Linked DNA regions of Mus musculus: region 1 is linked to region 2. The links are chromatin contacts, called in public HiChIP or PLAC-seq maps. All regions are on one chromosome and are shown on one strand. The core of a region is the stretch at or near the end of the contact, and the rest is flanking DNA. Distances in the headings are between cores, read along the strand shown.

Region 1 (3,840 bases), core at 274-2,773, 2.0 Mb after region 2:
CAGGACACACACTAGGTCTTGTCTAAATCAACCTGTTTCCCCTGCTCTGCACACGTTCATCTCCAGTGTAACCTGAACCAGGGCTTTCTGGGAAGCCACTTTGTGCTGCAGCAGAAACAAAAGAGCAGTGACAAATCTGGTATCATCACCAGGAAGCTTGTGGCCGGCCACTGTCCTGGGATCCTAAAGTGGGAGGCTTTTCCTGTCTACTTCTCTCTCCTGTCAGCAGCAGCCAGGCTGTGACTGAGGTACAGAAAGCCTTGGGACATGGCCTGCTCCTAGGAGAAAATGCCCTCTCTCAGGAGAGGGGGCCTGTGTTCTGGGGAATCTCTGTCCTTTATGAGACAGGTATTCTAGAAACTATGCCCCCCCCCCCTTTTCTGAAATCCATAGGCGCCTGCATACAGAGCTGCTGGCAGGATAGAAACAGGTTAAGTGTCCTACATAATCCACGGTTCCTTCTCTTGATCCGGCCTCACCCCTGAAAAAGGCCAAGTTTAAGCTCTCCAGGACTTTGTGGTCCTGTGGAGGGCAATTGTGCTGATCAAAAAGGAGTGAGAAATGCTCAAGTTGAAGGCTTGCCACTCACTGAGGGGCATGTGCCAGAGCAGACAGCTCGGATCAGGTCCAAGTAGTAAGTTAAGTGTGTGCAATTTCCTGATGGAGCATGCAGGAGACCAAGGAGGGTGGGTGTTAGGAGGCAGGTAGTTATCGTCTGCCAGGTACGTCAGTCTCCTTCCAACCCCCTCCCCATCTGACCTACCAACACTAACACCAAGAAACCCTTGGGCACGGAGATGGGGAGATCCTGGCTTCTGCCACTCACCCTGGCCGCCCGGGATGAGTAGGGATCCTCGAAGAGCGCCCACATTCGGGGCTGCCAGCCACGGCACCCTCCGGACCCAGCACCAGGGCCAGAGCCTCCTTCATGGGGGCCCAGGCGCTGCAAGGCCAACTCCCGCTCATCGTCGCCAGCCTCGTCGCCTGGCCCTGCGCCACCCCCGCCCCCGTCCGGGCTCTCGAAGATGTCCAGTGCCTCCTCAGCATCGCGGTGCTGCCGGTAGGTCATCCAGCAGCAGGGTTCCACATCTGTTTCATCGATACCCCAGAAGGTGAGCTCTTCCTCAAAGAGAGGCCCACAGACGTCTGCGGGGCAATGCAGCTTGCCCGTACGGTAGTAGTTGAGCACATAGGCAAAAACACCCGGGTGCCGATCAAAGAAGAACTCACAGCCCCCGCCGCCGCCGCCGCCGCCGCTGCTGCCGCTGCTGCCTGCACCGCCGCCATCCGACTCTGGCCGACCCCCGCCGTCGGGATCCGCCAACCAGGCAAGGCGGGTGCCCGGTAGGGTGCGCAGGGTGCTGCGGTAGGTCTCATGTCGCGTGCCGCCCACGTTGATGATGATCTTCTCCGACGCCTCGCCCTTGGCCATCTCCTCCTTCAGACATGTTTTGGACGGAGGCTTGTTCCCCGACTTGCGCCCGCGGTAGGAGGAGACACACACCGAGCTGATCATAAGAAGCGCTGCGGGGCTCCGGCTTGGGGCGGCCGCTGCCCTCCAAACACCCTTCCCAAGGAGGCAGCGTCAGAACGGGGAGGGGGAGGAGACGACAAGGAGGAGGTGGAGGAGGAGGAGGAGGCAGGAGGTGGTAGCGGCCCCTTCTGCGGAGTGGCTCTGCCCCTGCCTCCCCCCCAACCCCCCCGGGGCGCGGAGCAGGAAGAGTTGGCTTTCTGTGGTGCACAGGTGGTTGGGATTTAGGCAGGCAGAACCTAGTGGAGGCAGGAGGTGAAGACCTGGGTCGAGGACTCAAACCAAAGGGTCCGGGGTCCCAGGAGGTAGGGGCAAGCACAAGGATGCTCTGGGCCGGGGACACGCCCCCCCGACCCCAGAAAGGCAGAGAAGCGCACAGTCCCAGAGCACTGCGAGGGTCCGCGGCGCGCGCGCTCACACTCACACGGGCCACCCTTTGGCTCCTAGAACGCGGCGAGCCCGAAGGCGGCAGGGTTTCTCCGGGCGGCGGCAGCGGCGGAGGCAGCAGCGTAACAGCAACAAGTCCTCGGAGCGGCTACCGGGGCCGGGCGGATGCTCCTACGGTAGCCAGAGCTCTGCGGGGCCGGGCAGTGTGCGGTCAACTCGAGGCGGCGGTGGCGGGCATGTGGCCCGTTCCCCCCATTCATAAATCCAGCGCGGAGCACCGATGGCGGGCGGGGTTGAGTCGAGCGAGACGGACCAGCGGGTGGGGGTTGCTCAGGACCAGGCGGCAGGAAAACAAGCGCGCCCGCAGCAGCGAGCCTGGGTCCTGCGTCCGTGGCCGGGAGCTGCGCCGGGCTGGATGCAGCGCTGCGGGGGCCGCGCCGGGACGAGGGGGGGTTCAGACGGGGCGTCCTGCGCGGCGCAGAGCCTGGAGGGCGGGGCTGCTCTGAAGAGCCAGGCACCGGGTGCTGGCGGAGTGTCCCGGGCGGTGGCCGAATGGCCAAGGACACCTGCAGGCTTCCTGGGCCGCGCCAAGAGGGAGCCTCAGCGCAGCGCCCCGGCGCCGGGTTCCTGAGATCTGGCGCCGCCGGGAGCCGCGCCATCTGCGCGTCTGCCCATCTCCGGGCGGGGCGCCGGCCTTGGCTCCCTGCTAGGGGCGGGCGCGAGGTGGTCTAGGGAAGGGAGCGCCTGGGCGCCAGAGGAATGGGGCTCAAAGGGCTCTGCGACTCCCTCCCGCGATGACAGAGGATGCGACGCTCCAAGTGGCGCCTTTTCCTCTCGGCCTCGCCTGACCAGGGCGCACCCTCCGCGGGGCGGGGTGGGCGCGGCGCTGCGAGGCGCAAGGCCGACCTGGGGCGTTGCGGAGCTCGGGCAGCAGAGCTCAGCCTTCATCCGCGCATCCCAGCCCAGCGGAGGCGCGTAACCCGCTAGCAGCCAGTGCCCAGCGTCGCGCGCCGCCCCTGCGCGCCTCCGCTTCCATCCCCTCTCGGCCCCACTCCCCGCCTCTCCGTAGCCCTCAGCTCCACCCACTGCAGCCCTTGGTGACACCTGAGCGCTCCCGACCCCTGACCTCTAACCTCTCTCTCTTCCTGTCTGTTTCTCTGCACCTCCTCACGCAGAGTCTAACCTGTGTATCCCTTACAGCTAAGCTGGTTGTATTGTTGCAGTTTCACTGTTTCATTGTGGCTGACTGGAAGCCAGGGTGGAATAGAATGGCAAGACTACATCAAGGAAGAGCCTCCTTCTCTCCTCCTCCAGAAACCTGGTCAGACCACCATGGCCCCATCCTGCGTCTTGGATGCTCTCGATCTTGATATTTATGATCTCTGACATATTCACCACAGCCTCCACCTTGGAGCCAGGACAGCACGGCCTTGGGCAGAGAAATGTTTCTGGGCTAGGTGGAGAGAAGTCCTAAACCTGCTGCTCTCAGTAGAGAAATGGTTTATGAGTGTGTCCTTGTGTCCCTTAAGATCATCAGGTTGAAGGCCTGGCTCCCTGTTGCAATGAAGGGAACTTAGGAGGTGCCATACTCTGCCTCATGCTGTCTTACTGTCCTATTACTGTCCCAGTCCTTGCACTTGACTTCTCTCCCAGACTCCGGGTTCCTCTAGGCTGCACTGTGTTTTTTCATCTTGATAACACCCACAGTGCCCGCCTCTGAGGACCCATTTGCTAAGTAATTGAGAAGCTGCCGTATCCAAAACATGAAGCATTAGACTTTGTTGGCCATCTCCCAAAAGCAATTTCCAGATTCATTAGTTTTAGGGCTTTTTTTTTTTTTTTTTTTTTTTTTTGCCTAGAACCACACCTACATTCCCTCTCCATCTCCTCCTCCTCTCTCTGCTTCAGTTACTCTGGGTGAT
Region 2 (3,579 bases), core at 860-3,359:
CCCTGTCAGTGGTAAGAGGAGGAAACCTACTGCCCTGGCAGTTCCTGACTTTCAGTTCCTATTTAAAATGTCTGAATTGGGAGCATCGACAGGCTCCCAAATTAGCTTTTTAAATAGAAGCTGAGAGTTAAAGGAAAAGCGGCCGCGTCATGGGGGAAAAGCAAGTGAAAAATCCCGGCCAGGCTGGTCCAGAGGCAGAGGGGGGAAGGAGTCAACAGGCATGGCTAGGGAGATTCTAGGAGGAAATGGAGGGTACCCAGCATCTCCTGGACAGTGTCTCCTCCAGTGGCTTGAACCTAAGCCAGGTACCTTCTTTCTCCTCACCATCCAGCCTCAAGGAGAACTGTAAACAAAACCCACAGTGGCCTGAACTAGAAATCCAAGTCTCCCTTACTTTTCTTGAGATACTGGAGACAAAAAAAAAAAAAAAAAGAGAGAGAGAGAGAGAGAGAGAGAGAGAAAGAGAGAGAGAGAGCAGTTCACAGGCACTGCACTTAGATTGCCAAGTATGAGCATCTGAGGATCGGGATTGGAGGATGTGGGGCAGGGTGTGAGTGTCCTGTCTCCACAAATGGCTTACAAAGTCCCAGAGACCACAAGCTGTCACATTAGTAGACCACTCCAAGAGTCTAGTGGTGTTCCCTCCCTGACAGTTTGGGGGGCTCGATCCTGGAAGTACCTTTATGTTGCTGAACAATGGCAATGCCGTACAGGAAATTCAAACTTCGACAGAAATAAGATATTATATTTTCACTGCTCCAAAACTGGACAGAAGGTGTTAGATCAAAGGAAAATGTCACTACTGGGACCAGGCTTCTCAGAGACAGAGAACCTTCTCTCAGGAGTCAATTCAACTGAGATTTAAAAAACAAAAAAACAAAACAAAACCCCACCACCACTAGCAGTAGCAACAACAACAAAAACCTCTCCCAAATAGAGGAGGGAGGGAGAATCCTCGCCAGGGCCTTCCCTGAATTCTTCCAGGGTTGGCCAGGGAGTGGCAGTGTTGTTAATCATTAGTACTGTATGCAAATGAGTATGCAAATCTCACGGGGTTCTTGGACTCTGGGCAAATGTTAATGGGGTCCACACCCACCTCTTGAAGGGCCAATTGTACACCTTTCATACTGACAAACTTAAAGGAGCTTTGGTTAGGGTAAGTGAGCCTATGAAAAAGAAGCTCAGAAGTACTGGAGGCCCAGAGTAGCTGAGACCTCAATAACTACTCCTCGACTTGCACTTCTGGAACAGGATCGGTTTGCCACAAACCAGAAACCCTATTCTTGACTCACGCCTTCACCCTCTCCGCACATTTCTCTTTCCTCTGCTTTTGTGTTTCAGCACACACCTTTCCATACTCAGAGCTGCCATCTCTCAAGCCAAGGCGTTCCGGTCCGGGCAGAGGCACGAAGCTGCTTGCTTCGCGATCTCCAGGCTCGGGAGTCCCAGCACCCAGGCCGGAGACACAGGGAAAGCCGGCCACGGTTTGGCTTAGCAGCCAGGACTGGGCTCTACTCTGCTGCCGCGATGGTCCTGGGACTCTCAGCTGGATCCTATGCTCCCGTGGTTGTCCCACTCCTCACGCTGGGTCCGAGTACTAAGCAATAGATAACTCTGGGCTCTGGAAAGGATCCAGGGCCTGGGCCCGCTTTGGAAAGATAGAGAAATGAGAGTTCCTAAATCCCCAGTCTTAATTCTGGGTATTCGTGGTGGGGTATTGGAGCGAATCCTGACCTTCTGGCCATGTGTCAGAGGTCACTCCTGAACGACAGTGGCTCTTACGCGGAGATAAAGGCAGTTTGTCTTCCGTGGGATCTTCCCAGCTTTGGCAAACACACCTGACTGTTCAGGGTCAGCCTGTAAGCTTGCGCGGCGACCAGCTGCACCTCACTAGGTGACCAAGGAGAGGAGTTAGTTGCTCTACCGCGTGGACAGTGAATGGGAAACAGACAGCCAGTTAAGTGTACACACCCCACGCGCATACACGCCAGCGCTCCCTACCACCTCTTCCTAAGTCCCCAGCCACACACGCCCCCGAACTCACGATCACGCCGCACGCCCGGCTCCTCCCCCACCCCCAAGCCAAGCTCACCTTGCCACGCTCGCCCCATGCCCACCCTCGCCGGCACACGCGCTCACACTCGCGTCCGCACACTCCACTACCACCTCCAGGCACACCCTAGGATTCCTCCACTCTCCTGGGGAGACGCACCAGGCTCTGCCTAGTCTCCCCGCCTCCCCCCCCCCGCTGCAGCCCCCCCACTCACGCGCGCGCCCTACACACACACACACACACACACACACACACACACACACCCTCGCGCAGAGTCACTCCCCCTCGCACGCCCTCGCCCTGGGCACCCTCCGGCGGCTAGGCTCCCGGGTCCTCCTCCTCGCTCCCTCCGCAGCCTGGCCGCTCTGCTCTCTCGGGCCCGGCCTGGGGCCGCTCGGCCCGTGGGGATCGGTGGGGAGCGGAGGGCGCAGCCTCGCCGCCTCCCCCGGACTCTCCTCTCCGCCCCGCCCGCGCCGCGCCCCCACCGCCTCCTCGGGAGAGGCAGCCCGTGGCCGGCCCGGCTCCGCTCTGCCCGGCATCAGCGGCGGCGGGGGCAGGGAACGAGCGAACCGGAGCTCACGAGCCCGAGAGCGGAGCGGCTAGGCGGGGAGGGGACACGCTGCCAAGCCCGGGCTGGAGCGGCGGTGGCGGTGGCGGCGGCGGCGGCGGCGGCAGCGGGGGAGGAACGGCCCCACGGACGGACCGACGCACGAACCGACCGAGTGAAGGAGGGACGAGCGAGACTTCGCCGGCGAGGAGGAGCCGCCCGAGCGGCGGCTGCTGGGCGCTTCCCCGCGCTGCTGGGCGCTCTGCGCCTCGGCGGCCCCTGGCCTCAGCTTCCTCGCGCGCGCGGGGCGCGGGGCCTGGGGCTGGCTTCGGCGAAGGTAAGAGGGAAACGACCGAGCCTCCCAGAGACAGCAAGTGCGAGGAGCGCTGCTCCCACGCCTGTTGCTCCCGCTGCCCACGCGGCACCCTCCCACTCCCGCGCCCGGGTGGGTGGGCGCTGGGGCGCCGGAAGGATTGGGGGTGGGGCCGGGCCGTGGGGGAGCAAGCAGCCGGCCTGGGGGCGTCGGTTCCCTGGGCTGCAGAGCCACCTCCGGGCACTGGGGCGCCGAGAGGTTTGGGGGTGGGGGTGTGAACCTCTGCCCTCTTGCCATTGGCCTGCCTTCCCTCGCCGGGCGCCAGGAGCAGCGCCCCGGGACCTGGCTGCAGGTGGCGACGGTTTGCTCCGTCCCCGCTCTTTGTGAGCTGAGAAGAGAAATGGCTGAGAGTGGAAGCTGGGAGCCGTTTGGGGCGCTTTGCAAAGTTCTCCAGCCAGGCGAGCCTGTGTTTGCCTGTTAGAGGATGAGGCTGGTCCAGCTCGTCCTGCCTGGCACATCTTTTCTTTCCCGGGAAAGGTCCCATAAGTGTCCCGAGAGACCATAGGGAAGGGGGTTCAAATTTGTTTTAACAGAGTGTTTACACTAGGGATGGGCAGAGAAGTTACCTGGAAATCAACTAGATTCCTGTGCTTTCTTAGTGCTGGC

Evidence for each region. HiChIP or PLAC-seq counts read pairs in DNA pulled down with a chosen protein or histone mark.
Region 1: an H3K27ac HiChIP or PLAC-seq map of embryonic stem cells shows a contact between it and region 2, with 10 times the contacts expected there. The contact joins the promoter of Kcnc4 here to the promoter of Kcnd3 in region 2. A contact is called at or near these places in 4 of 39 promoter capture datasets (cranial neural crest, liver, pre-B cells and 1 more), 2 of 484 Hi-C or Micro-C datasets (both in embryonic stem cells), 2 of 115 datasets of contacts at active chromatin or transcription factors (both in embryonic stem cells) and 2 of 9 other capture datasets (adipose tissue and embryonic stem cells).

The regions. Positions count from the first base shown.
Region 1 is chr3:107,457,375-107,461,214 of GRCm38.p6, forward strand. Kcnc4 (potassium voltage gated channel, Shaw-related subfamily, member 4) reads right to left here and starts at 1,524. Exons shown (of 4, transcript NM_145922.3): 1 at 827-1,524. The coding sequence starts at 1,516.
Region 2 is chr3:105,449,781-105,453,359 of GRCm38.p6, forward strand. It overlaps Kcnd3 (potassium voltage-gated channel, Shal-related family, member 3), which reads left to right and starts at 2,110. Exons shown (of 8, transcript NM_019931.2): 1 at 2,110-2,937. Kcnd3os (potassium voltage-gated channel, Shal-related family, member 3, opposite strand) reads right to left here and starts at 3,175. Exons shown (of 4, transcript NR_040759.1): 1 at 2,773-3,175; 2 at 1,735-1,890; 3 at 1,349-1,648.